Linked DNA regions of Mus musculus: regions 1, 2 and 3 are each linked to region 4. Evidence: chromatin contacts called from public Hi-C and promoter capture Hi-C data. All regions are on one chromosome and are shown on one strand. The core of a region is the stretch at or near the end of the contact, and the rest is flanking DNA. Distances in the headings are between cores, read along the strand shown. Region 1 holds the start of Ucn3 (urocortin 3). Region 2 overlaps Net1 (neuroepithelial cell transforming gene 1). Region 3 has its middle 49 kb from the start of Akr1c14. Region 4 holds the start of Asb13 (ankyrin repeat and SOCS box-containing 13).

Region 1 (3,584 bases), core at 159-2,658, 310 kb before region 4:
ACAGAGCTCATGAAAGAGAAATACTCAAGTTCAAGTTTCTAACCACCTACTCTCCATCTGCCTGAGTTCCCTGGCTGTCTAATAAAAAACAAACAAACAAACAAACAAACAAACAGAAAACCTTCTCCTAGACTAGTATATACTAATTAATTGATGATAGAACTGGCAGATTTGAATCAAACACAAATCTAGTTGCACTTTACCTCTGACCTCCAGGGAATCCCATCCCAGACACCTCTTGAGAAACGGGGTTCAATTTCATATCACTCTGAAACTTGTCCGACTGGTGGGTAGAACCCAGGGCTTTGTGCTCTATCACTGAGCTACACTACAGCCCTTAGTTTCATATCTTATAAAGAAAGATAGAGTGTTTGAAGAGACTGGGTACCTTGGTCCCCTTCTTTACTTTTCCTTCAAAAGATTTATGGGCATGAAGGAGCCTTGATCATCTGAGAAGCCCACCTAGCTCTTCACCTGGAATTTCACAAAAGGAACAATCACCTGGGCTGGGGACTCTGGGTTTGACACGAAGACTACAGAGACCCAGTCAGTCCCACGGCTCTTTAAAAATTCTTCTCAGCCCAAAGTCTAAAGTGGATTAGAAATGGCATTGTGCCTAGTAAGGCTAGTTCTAACCTTATTCTGTTACCCTAAGCCTATGTGGTACCACCAGCAAACTATTTCTCATCTATGAACTAAGGGTCACCTATATGGACCCTGCCCCCTTCGAATCTTCTAGGACATATTAAGTGATGTTTGTTCTTTAAACAGGTCTTCAGAGCACTTCTAAGTATGGGCCAGACCTAACTTCCTTTTGCCTAGCTCCTTCCCCGCTGCCTCTGCCCCTCAGCTCTGTCCACACCAGATCACTGACCTACTGTGTTCACACCTCCTGCTCTCCCCTCACTGAGCATAAGGAGCTCTCAAGTGCTTAGATACGCTCCTTTCTAAACTAAGGCATTTGCCAATTGATAGTTGTTCTCTCTGTGTCTCTCTGTGTCTCTGTCTCTCTCTGTCTCTCTCTCTGTCTCTCTCTCTGTCTCTGTCTCTCTCTCTCTCTCTCTCTCATCTACCTCAACCTCTTTTCTATACCAGCCCCAACTCCCAACTTCCTTATCATTGAATTCTCTCAGAGACTGAAAACCATGCCTGGCACACAGTAGGTGTCCAGTAAATAGTGTGTTCACAGACTGGTAAAATTCAAGTGGTTTCCTATTAAAAATCTCTGGACACAGAAGTCTTTGCCAAGTACACAGTGATAATGAGCTGTATGAGTAGCTGGCTAACACTGCTGTCAGAACCCACAAAAGGACAAGGCAACAGATGAACTCCAAACCACCTTCTCTGCTTGCAAAGCAGTTTGGAGCCCCAGATTTCCACTGGGAGGGTGAGCGGGAGGGAGAGGTTAGAAGAGGCTAGAATTAGCTGGAATTAAAATCAGTAATGAAACTCTGTCCAAAGACATTGCTTCTCGGCTTACCTGTGTTTTGGGTTCTGTTGTTATTTGTTTTCTTTTGTCTTTAATTAATGAAGCAAGTTGCAAGGGCAGGAGGGGAAGAAGGAGGTGACTAGAGGAGGGGAAGGCAGGAGGGGTTACAGTCTCCTGAGTACCTGTCATCTCTGTGACGTGCACAGCCGGCTCTTGTATTTTAAATGAAATCTCATCCTAATGTAGACACTACATCTGGAATTACGATCCACCCTGTGATCTGCCACTTTTACATATATGCACAGGGGAGTGGAGCGGTTTCCATAGAGAGGAACGATCACAGCCCACTACAATCAGTACCAGAGAAGACAAAGCTGCAACCCTGAACAGTCAGAAGTTCAGAGGACCTGCAGGGAGTAGCCTCCTGGCCCGGAAGCTGTGCCCCTCGACCTGAGCATTTCCACTCCAGAGCAAAGTCCACTTACAGGTAAGGTTGTCCTCGGGACTGATTTATGAAGTGTAAATGTATTTTCTCTCAACAAGGGCTGGCTGGTAACTAGACAGCTGAGTTGTTAGCAGTTCCCGGTGGGAACTCATGGGAAAAGAGTGCTGAACTCCATGGCCAGGGTTGTGTTAAATCCGCAGAAATTGGTACCAGAGACACCAGGGAGAAATTATTCAGGGTGCAAAATGACCATTCTGAAGAAGTGGCAGATCCAATGCAGTTTGTTCTCTCTCTCTCTCTCTCTCTCTCTCTCTCTCTCTCTCTCTCTCTCTCTCTCTCAGCCCATGAGATGAGCAGGACACAAATCCATAGGTAAACCTATACAGCAGGAGCCTCCAGGGAGGCCAGGTCATAGCAAGAGAGGAAACTTTTAAAATTTTTCCTGGGAAAACTGTAGACAGTAATTTTGCAGCACTGTTTTCTGCACATATGTGTGCAGAAACACATATGTGTGGCTTCAAAGTAAGAACAACAACAACAAAAGCCCTGTGCCTCAAAGAACACGCTTCTCCCTCAGTAACAGGTAATAGCATGTATCTGCACAGACAATACATCTAAAAGGAGAATGGAAACTATGGTTTCCTGCAAATTAATCTCCTTAAGTGCCTAAATGCTAATCTGAATGTCAGTTTATGTAACAAATATTTATTGAAGATGTGATTTAGTTTAAGGCTCTGTTGGCTCTCTCTGCTGCTACCGAGGTTCTCAAGAGCCCCAAGGAACCACAGGGAGAGAAAATCTCCACATCACAAAAGTCTGGCACATCGCAGAAGGAAAGGCCAAAGAAATACAGAATTCGAAGTGGCCCAGGTCTTTAAGGTGCTGGCTTGTAAATTCAGGGCTTACTTCAGACTGAAGGAGCAACCAGTAGGGGTGGGGTCAGTCCCAAGATGGGCATGGATACAAAATACATTGAGTTTTCAGCAGTATTTGTGATTCTCGTATAAAAATCTAAGCTGGTCCCTGCAGTCTTAGGGAGAGCAAGTGGAGTGAGCATCAGAGTGTAGGAAGGATCCAGCCATCGAGGCTGTGTGTGCCCTAGAATCTCCTCACGGCTGTACACTCACTTAGAGTCGAACCAGCTCTGTGATGAACCAGCCTGGGGAGTGCGTGGCTAGAGCATACACTCTCACACATTGGCTGTTTGACTTTAATTCATCACTTAGCCTTTGTGAGACAGTGTGGTCACCCCATTTGCCCAACAAGGACATTGAATTTCACAGGGCTAAGGAATCTGTCTGAGGGCTTCAGACAAAGGACCAGATTTCTGTCTCATTCTGAAGTGTGTGCTGTCACTAAACCCTGTGACACACTCATAGCTGCCCTGTGTATGTATTCGGATTCTTTAAAGCAAGGTTCATGTATTTTTGTCATGAAATACTATAAAATATAAAATGCTTATGATTCTAAACAAAGAAGCAAATAAATTACTTTAAAAGGAAAGAAAGGCGGCAGCTACAACATGCCTCTAGGAATGAAGGATTGTTACAGGAAACTATAATGAGTGCAGGGGGGTTGTATGTATGTCCGTGTGTATGTGTGCATATATGAATGTGGATGCATGAATCTGTGTGTATTATATAAATGCATATGTGTGAATGTGTTTGTGAGGAATGTGTGTGGGACACAGAGGTTTCTTCAGAGAACTGA
Region 2 (3,905 bases), core at 1,139-3,638, 260 kb before region 4:
AGTGTGCATGCAGGAGGCCACCGTGCCCCAGTCTGCTCCTTGCCTAATGGCTGTTGTCAGTGTCTCTTCCTAGCATGCGGTACTGCTTCAGATCTTAGCGTAAATGTAATGACTCAGACAGCAAGGACGCTGAAGTTGGCTGTTGCCACCACGATTCAGAAAACATTAAGAAGAATCTGCTGAATATTTTTTCAGAGCTTTTAAAGATTAATGGTAAAAATCAATTTTATTAATTAAAATTTAAAATGTAAATCAGTTCATTAAAACTACAGTTTTCCCCTATTAGTCACTTGTCGGCACTTTTTATAAAGCTGCTGCCTTGCCCTGCATTATCTCAATCCAGCCTAACCATGCTCTCCACTGTTGTGACACTGAGTGATTCGATTGCAGAAACCCTGTGCGTCCTGTCTGTAAGGCCAGTCACAGTGTAGATGACGATGCCTGGGATCCCACCATGGAATGAGCTCTCACTGACAGATGGCCTATCTTGAGATGTGTTCTCAGGTACTAGATGGACAGTGAAATGGGAGTTGAACATGTGATGTGTGTAATTAAGCCAACTTCCACCCCTGGCAGAGCTGTTCTTGCTGGGACATACAGAAGAGCCATGTAAAATGCACCGTGGAGTTGTTTCCTCAAGAGACTCTAAAGAGGGGAGCTTATTACCTGCCAGCTCCTGTGGGCTTTTAGTCAGAGATGCCCTCTGTGTCACCTGTCCCACACGCAGCAACAGTTAACGAGCACGGTGGAAGGCAAGCAATGCAGTGCAGGTGAGGCACGATGCTGTACAGGTGAAGGACAGTGCAGAGCATGTGAGGCACTGTGCAGTGCAGGTGAGGCAGGATGCTGTACAGGTGAAGGACAGTGCAGAGCATGTGAGGCACTGTGCAGTGCAGGTGAGGCATTGTGCAGTGCAGGTGAAGGACAGTGCAGTGCAGGTGAGGCATTGTGCAGTGCAGGTGAGGCATTGTGCAGTGCAGGTGAAGGACAGTGCAGTGCATGTGAGGCATTGTGCAGTGCAGGTGAGGCATTGTGCAGTGCAGGTGAAGGACAGTGCAGTGCAGGTGAGGCACGATACAGTGCAGGTGAGGCACGATACAGTGCAGGTGAGGCACGATGCTGTGCAGGTGAAGGACAGTGCAGGTGAGGCACGATGCTGTACAGGTGAAGGACAGTGCAGTGCATGTGAGGCATTGTGCAGTGCAGGTGAAGGACAGTGCAGTGTATGTGAGGCATGACACAGTGCATGTGAGGCACGATGCTGTGCAGGTGAAGGACAGTGCAGTGCAGGTGAGGCATTGTGCAGTGCAGGTGAAGGACAGTGCAGTGCAGGTGAGGCATTGTGCAGTGCAGGTGAGGCACGATACAGTGCAGGAGCAGGGGCTGAACTCAGAGTAAGGAGAGGGAAGAGTGCTGAAGATGCAGCAACCTGGACCAGTTTAGGTTCAGAGAAAATGGGAGGAACCAGCATCCTAGTGTATCAGAAGAGATGTGGCCTGGCAAGATGACACAGGAGGTCAAGGCATTGGTCACACAAGCCAAACACCCAGAGTCTGATCCCTAGAACTCGCAGTGGAAGGAGAGAACCAGGCCCTAAAGCCGTCCTCTGATTCATATCTGCACACATACATATCACACACATAATAATAATAATAATAATAATAATAATAATAATAAATCTCAAGATAGGAACTAATACACTCTACTGGAAATTATTATTATCCTGTGTATTTGAGACAAAGTCACCACAAACAGCAGTACTCATTTTACTTGGTATTTGTGTTATCTTTACAAAGAACAAGATGCAAACATCATCTTTTGTACTCTTGTTCAATAGCACTTAATTGACCTCAGCTAAGCTCTTTTCTACACCAAAGTACTTACTAAAGCTTGAATACACACACTTTTTAAATCAGTGACTTTTTAAAAAACAAATCCACAAATAACTTCATTACTCATTTCTTTCATAATGTTTCTGTACTTTTTTGTTAGTAGTAGATTTCTCAAAAGTTCCCATTTCTTTATTGGTGCTTCCTTTTTTAGTAACACTTTTGAATGTTATTTATAACTTATCTATTTTAGTAGAAAAATAATACATGTTACATATTTGTGATTTTTAAGTCTAGAGTTTTAAAAATAGAACAGTTCCTTGCATTTAGAAAAGGTCCTGAAGTATTTATGATCTGTGGAATGTGTTTTATGCACTATACAACATTTAAATAAATGTTTACATGAGGGTCAGAGGTATAAATAATCTATGTTTTTCTTCAAATGAAAAACTTGTTTATGTAATCATCGATATAGTAACCTAAACAAACGTGATTACCATGTTGAGAAAAGCAGGCTGCCCCTGCATTTCACAGTATTTCCTGTAGAGGGCAGCAGAGAACTTAGTTGGTCTTCGGCAGTCCTGAGCCTGCTTGCCAACTTACCTGATAAAAGGAAGCAGTACCTACAGCAAAAAGTGTTTTTTACTTTCAAGGTTGAGTTTACTTCATACTAAATGTAGGTTGAGTTTTCACCGTAGGCATAAGGATAGCCTAACAGTCCCCTTTTGGTAGACAGAGGACGCAGTGTGACCTTTCCATCCAGGCAGAACAAGGTTCTCTAACTAAAGCTGGGCCTTGCAAACCAGTAACTTTATCAGAAACTTGATTCTGTTTACCAAGCTGTGCTATTTTTAGATAAGTGAAGGATAAATTTTAATTTTTCACATCTTATTCCCCACACAATGGAAATTCAACCGGCTGATTACCTCCATGGTACCATCAGTCAAGAACTGGGAAAACCTTGCTGTTGAGAGCCTCACTGGGCATGACCACTGGTTGAAATAAGGCCTCTCCTAACGTTAACCAACTAATTTATCTCTGTGCCTATCCTGTTATTGTAAGTCACCTGAAGTCCCAGCCTTTGCCTGTGGTCTCCTCTTTAAGACATTAGCCATTATTAAATGAACATCGGCACAGGACTCAGGAGGTTTAGATTTGAAATCTCGCTCTTCTGAACCTCGTTCTAGTGCTTTCTACGCACTGTGTAGGTTACCAGAACATATGCTGAGGGGTTTATGCCTGGTCTCTTGTCTGGAAGATATACCACAACAAAGTTGAACACGTTCAACTCTTTCCAGGCACGGAGTCACCAGCACCTTTGGATAAGTTTCTTAAATTCCCATCTTTCTCCGTCTTCAAGGTGACAGCAGTGATGCTTTGTAGCATTATTAAATAAAGTCACATGCATGGAGCTGTAACACAGAGTTCCCTTCCTGTTCTTCACCCCTCCCTTTAAGTTTCCTCTTGAGTAAACTGAAGAGCATGGGTCACTAGTCTGTGCCAGCTGAACGTGGACATGTCCATGTTGTGACTTTGGGACGTTATCTAGTTGTCTTGTTCAAGATTAGACCACAAACCTACACATTAAAATGAAACTAAGAGTTTACTGGCCAAAGGTTTGTTGTTTTCGTTTGTTTGCTGTAAACTGTTTTGGTTTTAACTGGTCCACTATGCTAGATCCAGTTTGTTTCACATAGACTTTCTGCTTGAGACATCAGTCTTTCCCTCTAGGGTCCCAGCTGAAAGACGGAAATGAAAACTATCCTTTCCCCTCCTTATCTTGGCCATACTTCACACAGAGCTAAGTGGAAAAACAGTTTTGAGAAGACGTTGGGTAAGAGACCCATGAGAATCCCTGGCAGCCTCTTTCCTAACCCCACTGCACTTCCTTCTCTTCCCTGCTGGGACTGTGTGGCCATGCTGTTGGCCTCACTTGCGTTGGTTTTTAACTGAGGAAGCTAACTGGACCAAGTGTCTCAGCGGGTCCTGCTGGCCTACACTATTTATTTGTATTATCTCGAAGGACCTTTGATCTTACCTGAAAGTCCATGATATTCACGTGCCTCCAAGTGAAGC
Region 3 (4,111 bases), core at 790-3,289, 380 kb before region 4:
ACTTACACAATGGATTACTACTCTGCTATTAAAAACAATGAATTTATGAAATTCTTAGGCAAATGGGTGGATCTGGAGGATATCATCCTGAGTGAGATAACTCAATCACAAAAGAACTCACATGATATGTACTCACTGATACATGGATAGTAGCCCAGAAACTTAGAATACCCAACATACAATTTGCAAAACACATGAAACTCAAGAAGAAGAAAGACCAAAGTGTGGATACTTCGTCCCTCCTTAGAATTGGGAACAAAATACCCATCGAAGGAGTTACAGAGACAAAGTTTGGAGCTGAGAGAGAAGGAAGGACCATCCAGAGACTGCCCCACCCAGGAAATCCATCCCATAATCAGCCACCAAATTCAGACACTATTACATATGCCAACAAGATTTTGCTGACATGTCCCTGATATAGCTGTCTCTTGTGAGGCTATGCCAGTGCCTGGCAAATACAGAAGTGGATGCTCACAGTCATCTATTGGATGGAACACAGGGCCTCCAATGGAGGAGCTAGAGAAAGTACCCAAGGAGCTGAAGGGGTCTGTAACCCTGTAGGAGGAACTACAATATGAACTAACCAGTACCCCCTGAGCTCATGTCTCTAGCTGCATATATAGCAAAAGATGGCCTAGTCAGCCATCATTGGAAGGAAAGGCCCTTGGTCTTGCAAAGATTATATGCCCCAGTACAGGGGAATGCCAGGTCCAGGAAGAGGGAGTGGGTGGGTTGGGGAGCAGGTTGCAGGGAGGGTATAGTGGACTTTCGGGATAGCATTTGAAAGGCAACTGAAGAAAATATCTAATAAAAAATTGTTAAAAAAAAAAAAAGTATTGACCATTTAAGAACTATTACTCCCACCAGCCTATGTCACAGACAGGAAAACTGAAGCCTATGTCACTGACAAATCAGGGTGTTTTGTCCCAGGTGGCACAGACAATGACTACAGATAAAATTAGAATGCCCTCCATCTCTAAGCACCTTGTCAGTCACTAGATGAGCAGGGCAGGCTGTGAGCAAAACAGCTCTACTGAGCTTCTTACTCTGAGGCTTTCTAAAAATGCAAAGCACTGTGTGGTACTTGTCTTCCAGGTGCTTTGTCATCCAAAACAAAACAGAGGACTCTGATGTGCAACAAGCTCAACAACAGTCATCTCTCATATATGTCAGAGCCCTTGCACAGATGGATAACATTACTCGATGTTTTCTTTTGTGATATTTGATGACGATGGCTTGATTGGTTAGCTTTGAGACAGAATCTCATACAGACCAGGCTGGCCTCAAAATCACTCTTGAATACCTGATCCTTCTCCCTTTACCTCCCAAGTGCTAGGATTACAGGCTTATACCACCACCATGACAGGTTTATATAGTTCTGGAGACTGAGCCCCATGTTCATACATGCTGGGTAAACACTCTACCAACCAAGTTATAGCCCAAGCTCAAACTTCTGCTTTGAACAGTGTCTGACTCAACAACACATAAGAAGGAATTTGCTTATCACGTAGCAGTTGTAACCAGAATACTGAATTCTGGTTCATCCTCATCACTAATAAAGTGGTCCTAATATAGAACCATGGAACTGGCCCAGGGAGATGGCTCAGCAAGTAAATGAGCTTGCCACCCAGAGTGGCAATCTGAGTTCAGTCCACGAAACCCATACAGTAGAAGGAAGAAGTCATGAAGTTCAAAAAAACAAAAAAGTAGGGCGTGGGTCATGGGAAGCATTGCAGAGGAAGTATGAGATGAATACTATCTAAATACATTGCACACAAGTGTGAAATTACCAAAGAATATGCAATTATTAAAAAGAGCAATAGAGCAGGGCAACAAATAGGCAGAACCACACCTCTCCTGCTGCTCCTCCAGATCCCCTCAGTCTCATCTCCAACTGTAGCAGAAAACCTGCTGCAGTCTCCATTTCCTCTCTGACATCACCCTCAATAAATAACAAATATCTTCTCCCCAAAGTCACCCAATTATGCCAACCTCACAACACAAGCAGGCATACCTTGGGAACACACCAGCGAAACAGGCCAGGAAAACAGATCCACAGAAAATGTTTAGCAAGCCACACATAGTCAACACACTTTCCCAAAGTCCAAAGATCAAAACACTCACCGAACAGAGAAAAAAACTAGATTTTTATTGCCCAGACTCCCAATCCCAGATACCTAAATGTCAGCATAAAAACGCAATTAATAACAATCAAGACAGTACGTCTCTACTGGAGCCCAGCTTTCCTACCTCAGCAGGCACCTAATATTCAAACATAGCTGAAACCCAAGGAAAAGACCTAACAATAACTTGTATAAAGATAATATAGACCCTTGAAGAAACCCAGGAAAAGACAAACAATGCAAGGAACAGAATAAAACTGTGCAAGACCTGAATGTGGATATAGAATCAATGCTGGAAATTTAAAAATTGGGAATTTGAACAGGGACTACAGAGGCAAGCATCACCAATAGAATACAAGAAATGGAACAATCTCAGGTGTTGAATATACAATAGAAAAAATGGGTACATTGGTCAAAGAAAATGTTAAATCTAAAAATTTCCTGACACAAAACATCCAGGAGACCTGGCACAGTATGAAAAGACCAAATCTAAGAATAGTAAGAATAGAGCAAAAATAAGAAACCCAGCTCAAAGGCCCAGAAAATATTTTCAAAGTCATAGAAGAAAATATTCCTAACCAAAAGAAGGAGATGTCTATAAAAGTATAAGATGCATATGGATTGGACCAGGAAAGAAAGTACCTTTATATATAATAATCAAAACACTTAACATACAGAAAGAAAGAAATAATATTAGCAGTTACAAGGGGAAAGGACCAAGTAACACCAAAGGCATACTTATTAGAATTACATCTGACCTCTCAGTGGAGATTTTAAAACTAGAAAGGCCTAACAAATGTGCTATAGACTCTAAGAGACCACAGGTCCCAGACCAGAATACTATTATACTCAGCCAAACTCTCAGTCACCATACATGGAGAAAATAAGATATTCCATGATAAAACAAAATTTAAACTCTATGTATCTACAAATCCAGTCCTACAGAAAATGATATACTGCATACACACACCATAAAAATAAGAGTAATCAACACATTGGTCATTGAAATGTCTTAATAGTAATGGTCTCAATTCCCCCAATAAAAAGACACAGACAAAGATAATGGATGCAGAAACAGGACTCGTGATTTTGCTGCATTCAAGAAACACACTTCAATCTCAAAGATAAACATTATCTCAAGATAAAGGATTCAAAAATGATATTCAAAACAAATGGACCTAAGAAACAAGTTGGTATAGCCATTTTAATATCTCACTTCAAACCAAAACTAATCAAAATGGATAGGGAAAGATACTACATACTCATCAAAGAAAACAAAATTCACCAAGATGACAATTTCAATTTTTAACATCTATTCCCTAAACACAAGGGCACCCACCTCTGTAAAAGAAACACTACTATAGCTTAAATCACATATTGACCCTCACACACAGATAGGACAAGATTTCAACACCCTACTCTCACCAATAAACAAGTCATCTAGACAAAAACCAGAGAAATACTGGAGTTAACAGACATTGTATATCAAATGTGTCTAACAGATGTTTACAGATATTTCACTCAAACACCAACGGATAAACATTTTTCTCTGTACCTCATGAAACTTTCTCCAAAACTGACCACCTACTCTGATACAAAGCAAGTCTCAACAGATACAAGAATTTTGAAATAATTCCCAGCATCCTATCAGATCACTGTGGGTTAAAGCTGGATATCAACAACAGAAAGCTTACAAACTCATGGAAACTGAACAACTCTCTATGAAAAAAAAAATGGGTCAATGAAGAAATAAAGAAAGAACTTAAAGACCTCCTAGAATTTAATGGAAATGAATACACAGCATACTCAAACTTGTGGGACACAATGAAAGCAGTTCTAAGAGGAAAGTTCATAGTATCTTCAAAAATAATAGAACAAATCACACCCAAAAGGAGTAGAAATAATCAAGCTCAGGGCTGGAATCAATAAAATAGAAAAGAGAACAATACAAATAATTAATGAAACAAAGAGCTGGTTCTTGAGAAAAT
Region 4 (3,983 bases), core at 113-2,612:
GCCAGGCTCTGATGCCAGACTAACCCCTATCTGAACAAAAAAATGTATGCTTAGTAGGCTTCTGTGGTTAGCCATCCACTGCCTAGTCACACGAATCAAATAGTGACCACGCTATCAGGGTCAAAGTCTTGTGCCAGCCAAGGGTGCCAAGAAAAACAGGTGCTTATTAAAGAGGCTTTGATTGTTCTGAAGGAGTTTGTTTTGAAGAAATCAATTAAAAGATCTATCTACCTTGTTATGATTGTAATTACAATCATAATAAATTGCAGCTAAATTAACTCGATTTTCTTTACATTACTTTTTTTTTTTGGTTTTTGAGACAGAGTTTCTCTGGGTAGCCCTGGCTGTCCTGGAACACACTTTGTAGACCAGGCTGTCCTCGAACTCAGAAATCCTCCTGCCTCTGCCTCCCATGTGCTGGGATTAAAGGCGTGCGCCATCATGCCCGGCTTACATTACTTTTTTTTTAACTCACATAAAGGAACATTTTGGCTTTCTTTCTTCTATTTATTTTCAAGCTATTGAAGCACAATGTCATTGTCCTTTCTATTTACCATATTATTATTTTGTAAACAAGAAAAAAAATGTACTTCTCCAAAGAATGCTCCTTTGCCTTCAAATTCATTTTATGGATTAAAACAGCCCAAAGGTACAGAGGACACTTCTTCAGCACCAGGTATGTCCCAGTGTTGGGCCATGACCTCATTCTGGAGCAGACTCCCTGGTTGCAGCTGCTGCAACCTACAGGGTATGTGTAGGATGCTTTAAGCCCCGCAAGCAATTCACTGCACCAAACGTGGTGCAGTGACCGCAGTAGGCTCCGGATGAGGCTGCCAACCAGTGTACACTTTCCAGACTCTGCGGGTGAATTGGGCAACGACCCCGCATGCTCCCCAAAGTGTGCGGTGCTCTGGTAGACTGGCGGTTCTGAATCCCATACCTGGTGCATCACAGAGAAGACCAGCTGCACAGTGCACCGGCTAGAAACAGGGCGACAGACATTAAACGTCGGTCTGAGATGACCAGGATCGTCCGGGCCCTACTCGAATCACTACACCCCACCCCAACGCCTCTGACCACCAACTTGGAACGGCGCGCGATGCCCATCTCTGGGACAAAGGCCACCCATGAGCTTGCTCTGTCCCCAAGTGCTGATCTCCTGGTCCTGACTCCAGCCCCGGTGTGGTGTCCTTGGCGGTTGCGGCGCGAAACACGTACCCACATCTCCCAGGAAGCAGCCGTCCCCGGCGCGCGGCTCCATGCTGCTCGCCCGCTGGGCTCCCCTGTCTACCGGCCTTGTGACTCAGAGCTCTGGGACCTGAGCCGGGACCTAAACCGAGACCTACCCCGGAGCGCAGGCCGCTGGGCGGGGCCTGATTGCTACCATGGCCACCGCTGGGAGTTGTAGTTTCTGTATCCGCCGCGTGCCACCTGAGCGTCCCCACTCCGCTGTCACTGCTGAAGGGTGACATGCAAATCAGAAGAGTGCAAAATATGTGTCCGTGTTGACACCAGTGAATATACGTCCATTAACAACTCCTGTGTTTGGCAGAAAAGCTTAAATCCCGGTGTCCTAGCTAAAAGATACGTTCGTATGCAAAATGTTTAGCTCCTCAAACGCGTGCCCATGTGCAAAAAGTGTTTAGCTGCCAAAACTGGCCTTCTGTGGTTTACACTGATCCCGCTGAGCAAAGTATTCAGTCTCTTCATGCCTGAAACTTTGAAGAAAACGTTTTCACTGAAGATGGTGATCAAAATGCCTAACTTCTTTCTTTCTTTCCTCTCTCTCTCTCTCTCTCTCTCTCTCTCTCTCTCTCTCCCTCCCTTCCTCTCTCCCTCCCTCTCTTTCTTTCTTTCAAAATAAATCTTAACTTTCAAATAGCTGGTATTCATTGAAGAAAACCACGTTTCTTGGTGAATGGTTTTAATCAGGTGTTTCACTAACCAGTTTAGCAGAAGGAGTTGGAGCTCTATGAGCAACCTAGCAGAAAGGAGAAACCAGTCTTCCCAGGGGGTTCCAGGTCAACCAAAAACGTGAGATACTTGGGAGACACTCTCATCTTGACCAGTACAGAGGCTCACGGAGGAAATACAACGTGACTTGAACATGATAACATCAGAATCACTGGAAATAGCACTAGAAGTCATCCTTTGAGGTAAGGATGCTTGGATGGCCGGAAACTTCATCTGCACCTTGGACCACAGGTTTAGGAGACCTTGAATGGTATCTGTTGGGAACCCGAACTTCTGGAATAAACCTTGGAATAAAATTCCAAATCTTTTAGTAAAAGGATCTGTATCTATTTGGCCATTTGTTTATCAAATTTTGGCTCTTGTGGTTTTGTTTTTGTTTGTTTTGTTTTGCAGGGGCATTTGTTTTGGTTTTGCTTTGTTTGATGTATATGTGAGTGTATGTGACTACATGTGTGTTTGCAGGTCAGAGGATACAGTCCGTGTTAGTCCTTGAGGACCTTCTGATTTGTTTGAGACGGGGTCTCCTATTCACCGCTGCACCTGGCAGGCCTGTGGGCTCTCAGAGAGCCGTCCACTTCCTCCTCCCATCACGGTGCAAGACTGCTGGAATTATGAATGACAGCTTACATTGCCCAGTTTTTCTTGAGCTCTGAGAATCCAAGCTCTGGTCCTGTCAGATGGCTCAGCAAGCCCACGACCGAGCCATCTCTCAGGTCTTGCACATGCTTCTTTGCAAGTTTTCTACGTTTTTAGGCAGATAAAAATAGGCTTCATTTTCACACATTTGCAGTGAGATTCTGTGATTCGGTATTCCTTCTTGTCTGTGTGGTAGGTCTGCATGTTTGTATTTTCTTCAGCATTTCTTTCCTGACACGGATTCTGCAAATGTGAATATAGGCTATATCGAACACATATGAATATATACATGTATATTGTACATGTGTTATATAAATGTTTGTTATAGGTTTCCTAAGCAATCATTTTTTTTCCATTTTCTTTTCTTTTTTTTTTTTTTTTTTTTTTTTTTTTGGTTTTTCGAGACAGGGTTTCTCTGTGTAGCCCTGGCTGTCCTGGAACTCACTCTGTAGACCAGGCTGGCCTCAAACTCAGAAATCCGCCTGCCTCTGCCTCCCGAGTGCTGGGATCAAAGGCATGAGCAGCCACCCCCTTTTTTAAAGTGTTTACATATTCAAAAGTACATTCTCTAAAATAGGTCCTTGTCTTACATAGGGTTTTACTGCTGAGAACAGACACCATGACCAAGGCAACTTAAAGACAACATTTAATTGGGGCTGGCTTACAGGTTCAAAGGTTCAGTCCATTATCATCAACGTGGGAGCATGGCAGTATCCAGGCAGGCATGGTGCAAGAGGAGCTGAGAGTTCAACATTTTGTTTTGAGGGCAAACAGTAGAAGACTGGCTTCTAGGCAGCTAGGATGAGGGTTCTAAAGCCCAAGCCCACAGTGACACGCCTACTCCAAGGCCACACCTACTCCAAGGCCACACCTCCAAATAGTGCCACTCCCTGGGCTAGGCATATTCAAACTACCACAGTCCTTTTTCTTCAACAGCCAAAATATATTCATCAAGGACCAAAATATGGATATTATGCTGTTTTTTTTTCATTATATTCTTTGACGGAATGACTGACTTGAAATTTGTTATTCTGTAAAGAAAGAAAATATAAGATTTAAGTTAAGAGTTCTCTGAACTGAAAGGAAATTATTCCCAAAATATTTACTAAATAGTAACCCATTTATCCATGTTTGTATTAATTAATCTCCTTTAATTGCATGTTAAACTCATTATCTTTTTAACCTATTAAAGTATCTGTACAATATTAATAAAAATCTAATATTCATTTAGCACAGTCGTTTATTGAATAAGTTAGTGAATTTTTAAATTAACTACTTTTAGGATTTGAATATAAAATATATTCCACATACTCATGTGCTAAAACCCTGGTCCCAAGCTGATGGTATTATTTGGAGAAGGGCTAGAAACCCAA

The links. Promoter capture Hi-C pulls out the DNA fragments that hold promoters and counts their contacts. Hi-C and Micro-C count contacts between places; a contact is called where the count stands out from the background. Capture Hi-C pulls out chosen DNA fragments and counts their contacts.
Region 1: a promoter capture Hi-C map of liver shows a contact between it and region 4. The contact joins the promoter of Ucn3 here to the promoter of Asb13 in region 4. A contact is called at or near these places in 10 of 39 promoter capture datasets (the C10 cell line, the HPC-7 cell line, cranial neural crest and 6 more), 3 of 115 datasets of contacts at active chromatin or transcription factors (the 230-238 cell line, bone marrow-derived macrophages and stem cell-derived neural progenitor cells) and 5 of 9 other capture datasets (adipose tissue, embryonic stem cells, liver and 2 more).
Region 2: a Hi-C map of regulatory T cells shows a contact between it and region 4, with 3 times the contacts expected there. The contact joins the enhancer-like site here to the promoter of Asb13 in region 4. A contact is called at or near these places in 13 of 39 promoter capture datasets (the C10 cell line, the HPC-7 cell line, cranial neural crest and 9 more), 8 of 484 Hi-C or Micro-C datasets (CD4 T cells, Sertoli cells, Th1 cells and 4 more), 20 of 115 datasets of contacts at active chromatin or transcription factors (the 230-238 cell line, the SCID.adh cell line, bone marrow-derived macrophages and 15 more) and 4 of 9 other capture datasets (adipose tissue, liver, macrophages and 1 more).
Region 3: a contact with region 4 is called in a promoter capture Hi-C map of liver, with 2.8 times the contacts expected there. The contact joins the enhancer-like site here to the promoter of Asb13 in region 4. A contact is called at or near these places in 13 of 39 promoter capture datasets (the 3T3-L1 cell line, the HPC-7 cell line, HPC-7-derived erythroid cells and 8 more) and 3 of 115 datasets of contacts at active chromatin or transcription factors (bone marrow-derived macrophages and stem cell-derived neural progenitor cells).

Annotation. Positions count from the first base shown.
Region 1 is chr13:3,943,173-3,946,756 of GRCm38.p6, reverse strand. It overlaps Ucn3 (urocortin 3), which reads left to right and starts at 1,408. Exons shown (of 2, transcript NM_031250.5): 1 at 1,408-1,916.
Region 2 is chr13:3,895,589-3,899,493 of GRCm38.p6, reverse strand. The region is part of intron 3 of Net1 (neuroepithelial cell transforming gene 1); the gene reads left to right. Among named protein-coding and RNA genes, the nearest start is that of Net1, 21 kb to the left of the region's middle. Within about 2 kb of position 2,388, at least 10 of the 459 cell types and tissues checked have an H3K27ac peak or open chromatin away from gene starts, as enhancers often do. A contact at or near this core is called in regulatory T cells, where this site is marked.
Region 3 is chr13:4,008,924-4,013,034 of GRCm38.p6, reverse strand. No RefSeq gene overlaps it. Among named protein-coding and RNA genes, the nearest start is that of Akr1c14, 49 kb to the left of the region's middle. Within about 2 kb of position 2,039, at least 2 of the 459 cell types and tissues checked have an H3K27ac peak or open chromatin away from gene starts, as enhancers often do. A contact at or near this core is called in liver, where this site is marked.
Region 4 is chr13:3,631,411-3,635,393 of GRCm38.p6, reverse strand. Asb13 (ankyrin repeat and SOCS box-containing 13) reads right to left here and starts at 1,362. Exons shown (of 6, transcript NM_178283.4): 1 at 1,219-1,362. The coding sequence starts at 1,261.